Linked DNA regions of Mus musculus: region 2 is linked to region 1. Evidence: chromatin contacts called from public Hi-C data. All regions are on one chromosome and are shown on one strand. Each heading gives the region's core, a stretch centred on a gene start, on an enhancer-like site or on the middle of the called end of the contact. The rest is flanking DNA. Distances are from core to core; before and after follow the strand shown.

Region 1 (5,035 bases), core at 1,799-4,298:
TTATTAATCAAGTTTTCATTAAAAGGCAAACTTTCCCCAACAATAACAGAAAGGACATAGGTATGTGCAAAATAAAAAGAAAGCCCATTCTCATCCCAGCGTGTGGTACCATTGCTATGCTCAGCTGTGGGCATCTCTCTGTGTGACTAACACTGCTGCTCACCCACAGAAAATTTAAACAGTGTGTGTACTTGCCTCTAGTTTCCATTAAGATTCTGCTGACCAGACAAACCCAAGACTCTTTTATAAGATTTTTGAATCACATAGACCCAGTGAAGTGTGATATTTAGCAAATAAAAATACTAGCCAGTTTGGGAGAAACTATTATATGGAAATTATTATTTTAAAATATTTTTCTTTATTCTTCAAGAATTTCATACATGCATACATGTATTTATATCATATTTGATCTCCCATTCCCCATCTCTAAATTCTTTGGAAACTTTTCAACCCTCCCTCCCAATTTCGTGTCTTCTTTTGTGTGTGTATGTGTGTGTGTGTGTGTGTGTGTGTGTGTGTTTTGTAGTCTTCCCAGTTCAGTTAGTTGCTGCTCATATATGTACGGGTGTGAGGCTACTCACCAGAACACAGCCAATTTCCTCTAGAGAGGACCATATCTCTAAAGAAGATTTGTTCTCCTACTCCAAGAAAGCACCAACTCTCAATAGCTTCTCAGGTAGGTGTGGAGGACACATGTGCTCCTCTCCCATCCAGGTTGGATTTGGTCCATCTTGTACAGGTCTCATGTATGCAAAGACAGTTGCTGTGAGTTCATAAGTACATTAGTGCTATCATCCCCAGAAGACTGTATTATAGAGCAGTACTCCTAGAAATCTGGCTCGTACAATCTTTCCACACCTTCTTTTGTGATGCTCCCTGAGTCTAGGGGGTAGGGATGTGATATATGTGGCCTACTTAACGGCTGAGAACTTCACTGTCACTTGTTCTGTGTACTTCTACCAGTGTCAGTCTTTGTGCTAATTTCTGTCCACCCGGCAAAGTTGCACCTCTCGTGAGGGCTGAGATATCTGCACTTGTTTATGGGCATACATATTTAGGAAACAGTTTGAAACTAATTCACTTTAGCAAAATAGTAATAGTAGATTTACCCCCAAGCTTATGAGTTCTCCAGCTATGAATTCTCAGTTAAATTTCTAGCATTAGGCCTGTGTTTTCTCTTGCAGAGCAAGCCTTAAATCCAATCACAGAGTGGTTGCTTACCTCTTTAACTTTCAGGCCACTAATGCACCCATGGGTGTATCTTGCCAGTCTGGTCTTTGTTGTGTCTATCAGGGTTTACATATGGGGAATAGTGTTGATTTTTCTTCTCCAGGAGCTGGCACAGGACCTCCTGGTATAAAGAAAGCTAATCTGAGGGAGGAGTTTTCTAATACTGACCATGTGTTGCTATTGCGTCCCGCTCGACCGGCAAGAAAGACGCAACAAACCAGAATCTTCCGCGGCAAAAGCTTTATTGCTTGTTTCTCAGGAAGATCCCGAACCGGGAAAATGGCGCTGCTTTTATAACCCGCAGCATGACGTTTCAGCACCTGATATGGCGTGACAGCTCCCGATTCGTTGCTTGCCCATCACCCCACTATTACACCCCGAGAATGGGAGTGACTAGGAGTGAATTCACTCTTGCACCTGCGTACAAGGCTTGTTTACTAGTTAGGCACAGCGGAGGCCCGCGCCATCTTATAATGGCGATTGCTCTCAGCACACACACACGGCTCTCCTCAGAGATTACTGGCGGCACGCACGCGATTGCTTGCAGCACGTATATTGCAGACAATTTGAGGGGTGGAAAGAACAATATAATGAGCACCCTTTATCATCAGACCAATTGCAAAGTAGTCACTGTTGTTCTCAGTGTATTTTACTTGAATGTGTATTTTTTGTATTGCCTAATGGAATTGCTTTTATTAGAAAATTATCCTTAAAATGTAAAGATTGTAAATTATATCATCATCGGAACTATGAACTGTTTTAAGGTTTCCTGGCTCTTCTGCAGACCTAGGAAAACTTTACTGAAGACTTCCAAACAGGTCAAGAGAGCTGATGGCTGGAAAAGCTCAGTAATTCTGATTTTTATTACACACCACAGAGAAATATTTCTCCTTAGATGTGTGACTTCTTACTCTTTCTGATAAGCGTCTCACATGAGCAGGAAACTGTGCTGTCTTGAGGATGTTTAAAGAAAAAAAAAAGCAAGGGATTTTCAATTTATGTTTATCTGTGCTTTGAGACTATTTTCATGAAAGGGATTTTATACTGTGCTTCAATTCTACTTTATTCCTGGTCACTATTTTGTGTTTATTTTAGTTTCAACATCTTTATTTTGATGATATAATATTAGATTAGATCTTTGCTACCTTTGGTTCAATGATCCAATAAAATCAATTACAATTCATTGTCATATACCATCATATTTTATGTCAGATTAACATGATCTTTTAAAACACTGAAGGAACACATTTATACTTGGTCATGTTGAAAGGCAGGAAAGCTTACAGCACTAAGCATATGACAGCTGATAAAGTGTAGATCATAAGATAGTCACTGCTTAAACTTATTTCATTTAAAAATGTTTAAAATAACATTTGAGTGGGGAAAATTTTACTTTGATTACCTGAGTCATACCAATACATGACAAGCCACAATCAGTTTACAATTGGGCCCTATACCTGTCCACATTAGGGAAGTATATATATTAAAGGGTCCTAATAACATCAGTTCCTTTGTGTATAAATTTCAAAAAAAATAATGACCCTAAGAGAGTGATCAGTTCCATTTCAAACAGAATCACAGAGCCCTAGAATATAATTAGAGGCTTGGGTTATTTTATTTATTTATTTATTTTAGCTTTACTTTCCTGGAGAGAACAAATTTTGGCAAAATAAAAAAAAATGTTGATCTTGAGGCATTTAATAACTTTTGTGAAGCTAAGCCAACAATAAGCTGGAACCACACACAAGGTGTTAGGCAGCTACATTTGGTTCTAATATGGCCCTTCCTGAAAGTGAAAGTAAATTTAACTGACAAAACAGTACAGACTCTCCAGTGGCTATTGTTTGTCAGAGTTCCTCCACTGTCCTTTGCAGCAGGCATATGTAACAGAAGTAGTGTTTCTCTAGAGGGCTACAGATCCATCCATAATGCTGTCTTTCTGTGGCTTTGTAGCACGCCTTGGCATTTGCCATTAAATGAAAACGTACAAACATATTTAATTGTACGTGCATGAAGACCAGATAAAGAGAGAAGAAGGGGAGGGAAGTCAAAACGGAGGAGAGGAAAAGGGAGTGGAGGGGAATGAAGACAGAGGGGAGGGAATAGCAGAGGCAGAGGGGAGGGGAGATGAAAACGTGGGGGAGGGGTGCTCACTTACACCAATCTGAGCTTGAGTCTTCAGACACAGAATATGTCTGCTTCCTGTGCTTCCTGCCTGGCCTTTTCTGTGTCCTGAGAAGCCTGGCTTCCATGACAGTTGCTCCTCTGCTGGCTATCCCAGTCTGGTTCTCATCTCCAAGTGTCATGGACTCTGATTTACGACTTTGATAAGTTAACGATCTTCCTTTCCACTTTTTAAAGAGAAGTTTATTTGGAAGGCTTTTAGGGAGCTTAATTACATTTCCTTTTATCCATTTGAAAATAAATTAAATAGCATTTCATTTACCCAGGCCATGTGTTCACCCTTCTGCCTTGCCTCCTCCAGACACACCATGCAAAAGAAGAAAGGAAAAACAGTGCATTAAGTTGTGTGTTTTATGGAGAAATTTCAGAATGTCCTGACAGATTGCAGAAATAAAGGCTAAACAATAACAGTGTTTATGCTTAGTAATAGGATAATTTATTACTAAATGAATGGAGTTTTGCTTTCTCTGCTTTGAAAAATGAGGAAAGACAGGGAAAAGATACTCCCTCCCAGCCCCCACCAAGGTCACATGCATTTTCTCTGACAGAGCCAGGAAAAGAATTACGATTGTTTTTTCCACATTTTACCTTCTGTTTAGCTTGGTGAGAGACTACACTTCTGTAAGTGCACACGGGCAGTGGGAAAGATAAGTTGTAGAATGGTAATGGTTCAGATCCATCTGTGTTGCCCTTCATCCTAAACAGAAAACGGGCATAAGACCAACGGATTAGTCTGCAGATGCAGACCAATGCTTCAGTGAGTTTTAATTTTGATCTGCAATGTAGACTGTTCCCCCATTTGCACTTTTGTGGGGCATCTGCATGAGAAATAGGCTTCAGAATATAAAGACGGATCACACTAGAAACTCCAAAGCAGTTCTTCTTTGCTGTTCAGAATTGCATGCAGATATCCCAGCTTAAATAAAAGTCCCTTAACATGAGAGAACTTAGTCACTACTGTGTATTGTAGTTTGAGGGACTTTTTTTCTTTTTGGTCTCTCAATCAAGAGAAGTAGGGCAAATTGGAGAGGGGGGAGGTGGGAGGCAGCAAGAGAGGAAGGGATGATAAACACACACACATATATACACACACATATCTATCTATCTGTCTATCTATCTATCTATCTATCTATCTATCTATCCATCCATCTATCTACTTAACTATGCAGAGAGAAAGAGGGAGAGAAGAGAAGAGAAGAGAAGAGAAGAGAAGAGAAGAGAAGAGAAGAGAAGAGAAGAGAAGAGATCAAGCAATAGCTTACAGTGTTTGGGTGTCTATCTGTAAAACTTTGCCAGACAATACCTCCAAAAGAGGTGACCATCCCTAGCTATTTATTAGCCGTTCCTGGGCTATTTATTAGCTTGTACTATATGGTAGGGGTATGTTTCTTTGCTATAGGGTAACTCTACTTAAATAATATATATTCATATATTATTTAATTTATGATTATATATTATGACTATAGGATTCAATATACTAGGAAGTTTCTACAGAGGTACATTTCTACATAGCTATTTTGTAAGGCCTCTACTGTTCTTTATTCCTCCTTGTATCCCATCCTTTACCCTGTCTTCCCATCTCCACCCCATTTAACACTTCCTGTCCCATTAGCCATCTTAA
Region 2 (5,163 bases), core at 540-3,039, 310 kb after region 1:
ATGGCAATGCTGACTTTTAGACAATACATTTTCTTTCCTTTTGTTTCGTTTCAAAGTCTTATCCTGTGATCCTTTTAGAACAGGTGAGCCAAAAGAGCATCAAATTGATGTTTTTAATTTTCATCTTGAAAAGTTGTTAGCAAAAGCAGTTACGTTCCTGATGGAGACAGAATCAGGCTTGGTGGTCACAAGACAGTGGGGAAGAATCTAAGAATCTCAGGTAAGGATCTCTCTCTCTCTCTCTCTCTCTCTCTCATTAATCAAAGGGAGCTCATTAGCCATGGTTACCCCATAGAGTAGATAACTTACCCTCCTAGTGTCACCAACAATCTCATTTGTTATGATCATAACGTTGTTGAAGGTTTCCTGAGCCACTGTATGGAAGCAGGAACATGGCATGCTTGTTTTGAAACCCCAATAAGTAGAAGCCCAGAAAATTGACAAAACATCTCTACTGCACATGGCACATGGACCACAGATGACCTTTGAACTCAGGTCATGGAACCAGTTCTGCTTTTTTATTTATTTGTTTATTATATATATATATATATATATATATATATATATATATATATATATATATATTTTTTTTTTTTTTTGCAATGCTTTCCCAGAGTCTGTTTAAATGAGAGTGTGATTTCTCCAGAGACATTGTGGAGGGATGGCATGTTCCTTTTCTTAGTATCATGGGAAATCTGGGTCCATAGTTTGTGTAGAGTTTAGAATCAACAGGCTTTTAGACCATTTCTTTCCAAATCTCTGAAATTGGTTTATGTTTAGATACAACTCTAGAAGCTTGCAGTGTCCTGGGCTTTGAGGAAGGAAGTACTCACTAGAAGATGAAAGGGAGTTTGTGGGCCAGTGTGAGCAGGCAGGGTTTTTTGAGAAGCACTGTAATGCAGTCCTCCTTAGGGAAGGGAGGCCCCTCCACTGTCTTTTAAATACCTCTTTGAATGGCAATTTCCAGTGGCTTTGCGAAATGATGTCTGATGGGATCCGGTGCTTCTCAAAGTCTCCCCAGACCTGCATGTGGCCTCCCCTGCCCCTTGCCTTGAATTACAGTGTTTATTTTTAAAAGCTTTTGTGGTTTGAGCCTTCTCCCTTTGTTATTGCAGCTGACTGACTGACTGACTCAGCCTTCCTCCTTTTTCTCCCTCCTCCAGCCACTTTGTGGTTTGGGGTCCAGTTGGGCTGCATGAAGACTGGGCTAAAGGGACGGAAGTCCAAAACTGTGGCCACATCTGCTACTGGTTAGCTCCAAAGTCACAGGTGCCCTTCATGGCGCTTGGTGCACTCACCAGAAATGTCCACTCTTCTGTCCTGCGTGTCTGCTTGTTTCCTTTGAGTTTCCTGTGTTGTTATGCATTTGTTATACCTTGTTTTTAATCACCCTGCCCCCTCATCAAACCCCAGTTCCTACCTGTAACCTGGAGCCAGATGCTTGTCTGTTGAGATTATCATCAGCTGCTATCAGAATGCCTTAGCTTCCTGAGGAGGCAGAGCATCCTAGAGATACACAGTTCTCTTCCCACCTCGCCTCTCTGTGTCAGGGATGCAATAGTCTTTTGTTCAAGCTACATATAGAGATGTAGTTCCTGTGGAAGATGGAGATAGTGAGTGGAAGTTCTTCAGGGTACCCAGAAAGACTCGTCTTCATTGGAATGATGCCCTGTCTAAGCACTGAAACTGCAGCAGGCCTTATGAACAAAGAGCTGCTCCTGCTGTCATCAGCAGAGACAGGAGGCAGAAACTTGATTCTTTATAAGGGCTTCCTGTGCTTGTCCTCAGATCCTTTTGATGGCTCTCTTCCTTTGTGCACTCTGCATCCAGGCTCTCAGACAGTGAGCCTCTTACCAACTCAGCCTTGTGTTTTTAGAAAGAAACGCTGTCTGTAGGTTTTAGTTGGATCATCAGCTATTTCTCTGCTTTCTGGAACAGAATTTTAATGGTCTTTTAACTGGCAGACACATACATCCCAGTGTTAGTAGAGGCAGAGAATATTTTAGAGCCAGTTTGGATGGAAAAGCCTAGTAGGATGCTTGTTTTAAAAGTATTGTTATGCAGTACTGCTGGATGTTAGTTTGAAAACACTGTCGTCTACTTCAGAGGCTTTTCTAACTGCACACTGCAGTTCAGTTTTGTGTTGATGTGATTAGAGGGAATCTGAAAGAAGTGGCTTCAGTTTGCAGTGATTGGACCCTTGGGGCCTGGCTGGACCAGAGCAAGCCAGGGCTTGTGCTGACTGCATGAAAACTTGGTAACTGATTCCTGTCCGAAGATGTTAGAATTGTTAGATTGTTATTTATGGTTTTGATAAATTTTTATTTCCTTTATGAATGCATTTATCGCTCATTTATGTTTTTGTGATCACAGTCAGAATTATTTATTCAATGGAAGAGGAGTGCATACACACGCGCCCGAGCGTGTTTGATTTGTGTTGACACATGTGAATTCCTTCCTTGAGTTTGGCTCCCCTTTTAGAAACTGTCAGTCTTCAAGTGGAAGGAGAGAGGGACACTCAGTTTTTGTTGTTGTTTTGTGTGTTTCGATCCCCATAATGGGAGCCATGGGTTTAAAGGAAGCCAATTCTACCTAGAAGTGGTGGTTCCACGTCCTCACATGATGCAGAGCAGATGCAGCCGGAGACGGAGATGAGGGCATGAGACCAGGAAGCTGTGAGACACAGCCCCATGTCTTTTTAGTTTGTTCCACTTTTGGATTTATTTGCTCTTTGTTTTGCTTTGCTTTTTTAAATATTAAAGATCTCGCTGTACCAGAGCGGCTCAATTAAATTAAGATAAGATGTTCCTGGAGTGGGAAACAATCAAAGGAACAGAGCCGGCTGTTCTGCCCTGCTTTCTCACTCAGTTTCTCTTTCATGTACCGTGTGTTAGGAACACCGTTTCCTATCAGATGCACAACAGATGGGAATACATTAAAGGGGCGCTGCATGACCTGTGTTGGTATTTGGAGGTTCAAGTTAATGGCCTGAATCATCAGGAATATATTATCTCCAGCATAATGAGACACAATCAATTCTTTTAGATTGTAATCATTGCTTAAATCCAGGGAACAAAGATTGCCCTTCTCTAATGAGAACTAGATGAGGTGGTTCGCATGGCACTGGCGTCATTAAAGCCATAAGAAGCCCTCTGAGCCAAAACCTGGACTCTTATTCCACCAGTGACCTTAGCCACCAGCCCATCCTCCCTGATGCCTATTAACCACCCAGATTTCTGTTTCTTTGGGACCTCATTTTCACTGCAGGTTGGCTTCACAAAGGTCATTTCCTATGGTGGTTAGCGCCAGATAGACAGGCTCCTGGGCCTCTCCTACCTTGCTGGTAGCAAGGTGAGTTATGGGCTCCTCTTAGACACACAGCCACAGCTTGCTTTGAGAATGTGTGGGCAGCTGTGTCTCCTGAGTTTCTGTTCTATGACCTCCTTGTCTCCCACTGTGCATCTGAGCTGGCTGGTCCTCTGTGTCATCTGTACTTCACTATTTTTTTTTTCAGTCTTCCTTCATCTGCCTGTGCTGTTCTGTTCTATGCAGAGCTGGGGAGCAGGTGCTGCTTTTCAGCTGTTGCCCGTGCCCTTTAGCATGCATAACCCATTCTGTTATCCGTGGTATTTTCTCTAAGTCTTTGTAAATCCTGAACTAACAAATACTGAACCATTGTTCTCAGGAAGACTATGGGGTTGGATTGGGCACAAAATTTGCATCAGTTGACCACAGAATAGTCACATTTGTAGGTTTTAATTAGTATATATATATATATCCCCATGTTCATATATCCCCATGTTCATAGATGTGGAAGCCAGAAGAATACATAAATATCCTTTCCAAGTGTCCCCTTTATTCTTTTGAGACAGAGTCTTTCACTAAACTTAGAGTTTGTCCTTTGTTCAGGGTAGGTCATTTGGCCATCAAGACCCAGTAATCCCATCTCTGCATCCCTTAGTGCTGAGGCTAAAGATGTCATGTCCACACCCAGCTCTTGGGTGCTTGGAACCTTGTCTTGCCCACTGGTTTAGGTCTCCAGCCCTATGTAGTGTTTTGTTGTTGTTGTTGTTCTAACCTTATGAATAATTGAATGATAATTACTATTTGAACGGTACTTGCTTAGCATTTTTTGGGGAGGGGGGTCTTATAGCCTTGTACTCAGGAAAAGTAGAACACACGTCAGCACTGCTTTGGCACAATTTTAATCAGGTTAATTACCGACACAGTCTACTACAGTGAGGGTGAGTAGCTTCCTGGATTGATAAGAAGTTTGCATTGCACACATGAAGAACCGAATATGATTCCAAGGGCCACAGGTGATGATGCTTGCCTGTAATCCTAGCTCTGGGGAGGAGCAGGTAGAAAAATCTCAGGAGCTTGCTAGGGAGCCAGCCTAGTCTAGTTGAGTTTCTAGCCAATAGAGAAACTCTGTTTTGAGCAGAGCCTAGTGGTGTATGCTTTTTATTGTAGCACTGTGGAGGCAGAGGCAGGAAGATCTTGATGAGTTCCAGGCCATCTGGCTCCACAGCTATGTAGTGAGACCCTATCTTAAAATGAACAAACAAACAAACAAACCAACCCAATCTTGAAAAACAATGTGACAACATTTGTAGAATGATACGAAGAGTTAACCTCTGCATGTGTAATAAGGATACACACACACACACACACACACACACACACACACACACACACACACAGAGAGACACACACAGTGCAACAAATGTGTCACTGAAGATCCTGTGACTCTGGCTCCCTGTAGGAGAGCAGGGATAAAGAGGCAGAGAGCTGCACTTAGACTGCAGCTCAGATGTACACTTGGGCGGCTCAGGGCTATTGTCCTGATATTCTTTCTCAGTGAATGACTGGAAGTGATTCAAACAAGACTGATTTGGAAGGCACAAATTTAAGTTAACAGATGAATCTGTGAACACAGAATCTGTATGTTAGGAGGGCCGACTGTATTGCCTTGTCCTGGTGAGAAGTTGTTTTTCTGTGAAAGAAGCAACATTTGGAGACACCAAGGTAGGAAGTTATGCTCAGAGGTAAGAGAGCCAAGAAGTATCTTCTCTTTCTAACTCATCCTTGGTGATTAGGACATCACCTGAGGAGAATCATATGGGACCTATTTTGATACTCTTGGTAGATCTCCCTGTGAGG

The links. A called contact is a pair of places that touch in the nucleus more often than the background predicts.
Region 2: a Hi-C map of uterus shows a contact between it and region 1, with 2.4 times the contacts expected there. The contact joins two enhancer-like sites. A contact is called at or near these places in 5 of 484 Hi-C or Micro-C datasets (the N1E-115 cell line, Sertoli cells, cortical neurons and 2 more).

The regions. Positions count from the first base shown.
Region 1 is chr15:32,017,458-32,022,492 of GRCm38.p6, forward strand. No RefSeq gene overlaps it. Among named protein-coding and RNA genes, the nearest start is that of Gm32499, 140 kb to the right of the region's middle. Within about 2 kb of position 3,049, at least 31 of the 459 cell types and tissues checked have an H3K27ac peak or open chromatin away from gene starts, as enhancers often do. A contact at or near this core is called in uterus, where this site is marked.
Region 2 is chr15:32,327,687-32,332,849 of GRCm38.p6, forward strand. All of the region lies in intron 1 of Sema5a (sema domain, seven thrombospondin repeats (type 1 and type 1-like), transmembrane domain (TM) and short cytoplasmic domain, (semaphorin) 5A), which reads left to right. Among named protein-coding and RNA genes, the nearest start is that of Sema5a, 85 kb to the left of the region's middle. Within about 2 kb of position 1,790, at least 72 of the 459 cell types and tissues checked have an H3K27ac peak or open chromatin away from gene starts, as enhancers often do. A contact at or near this core is called in uterus, where this site is marked.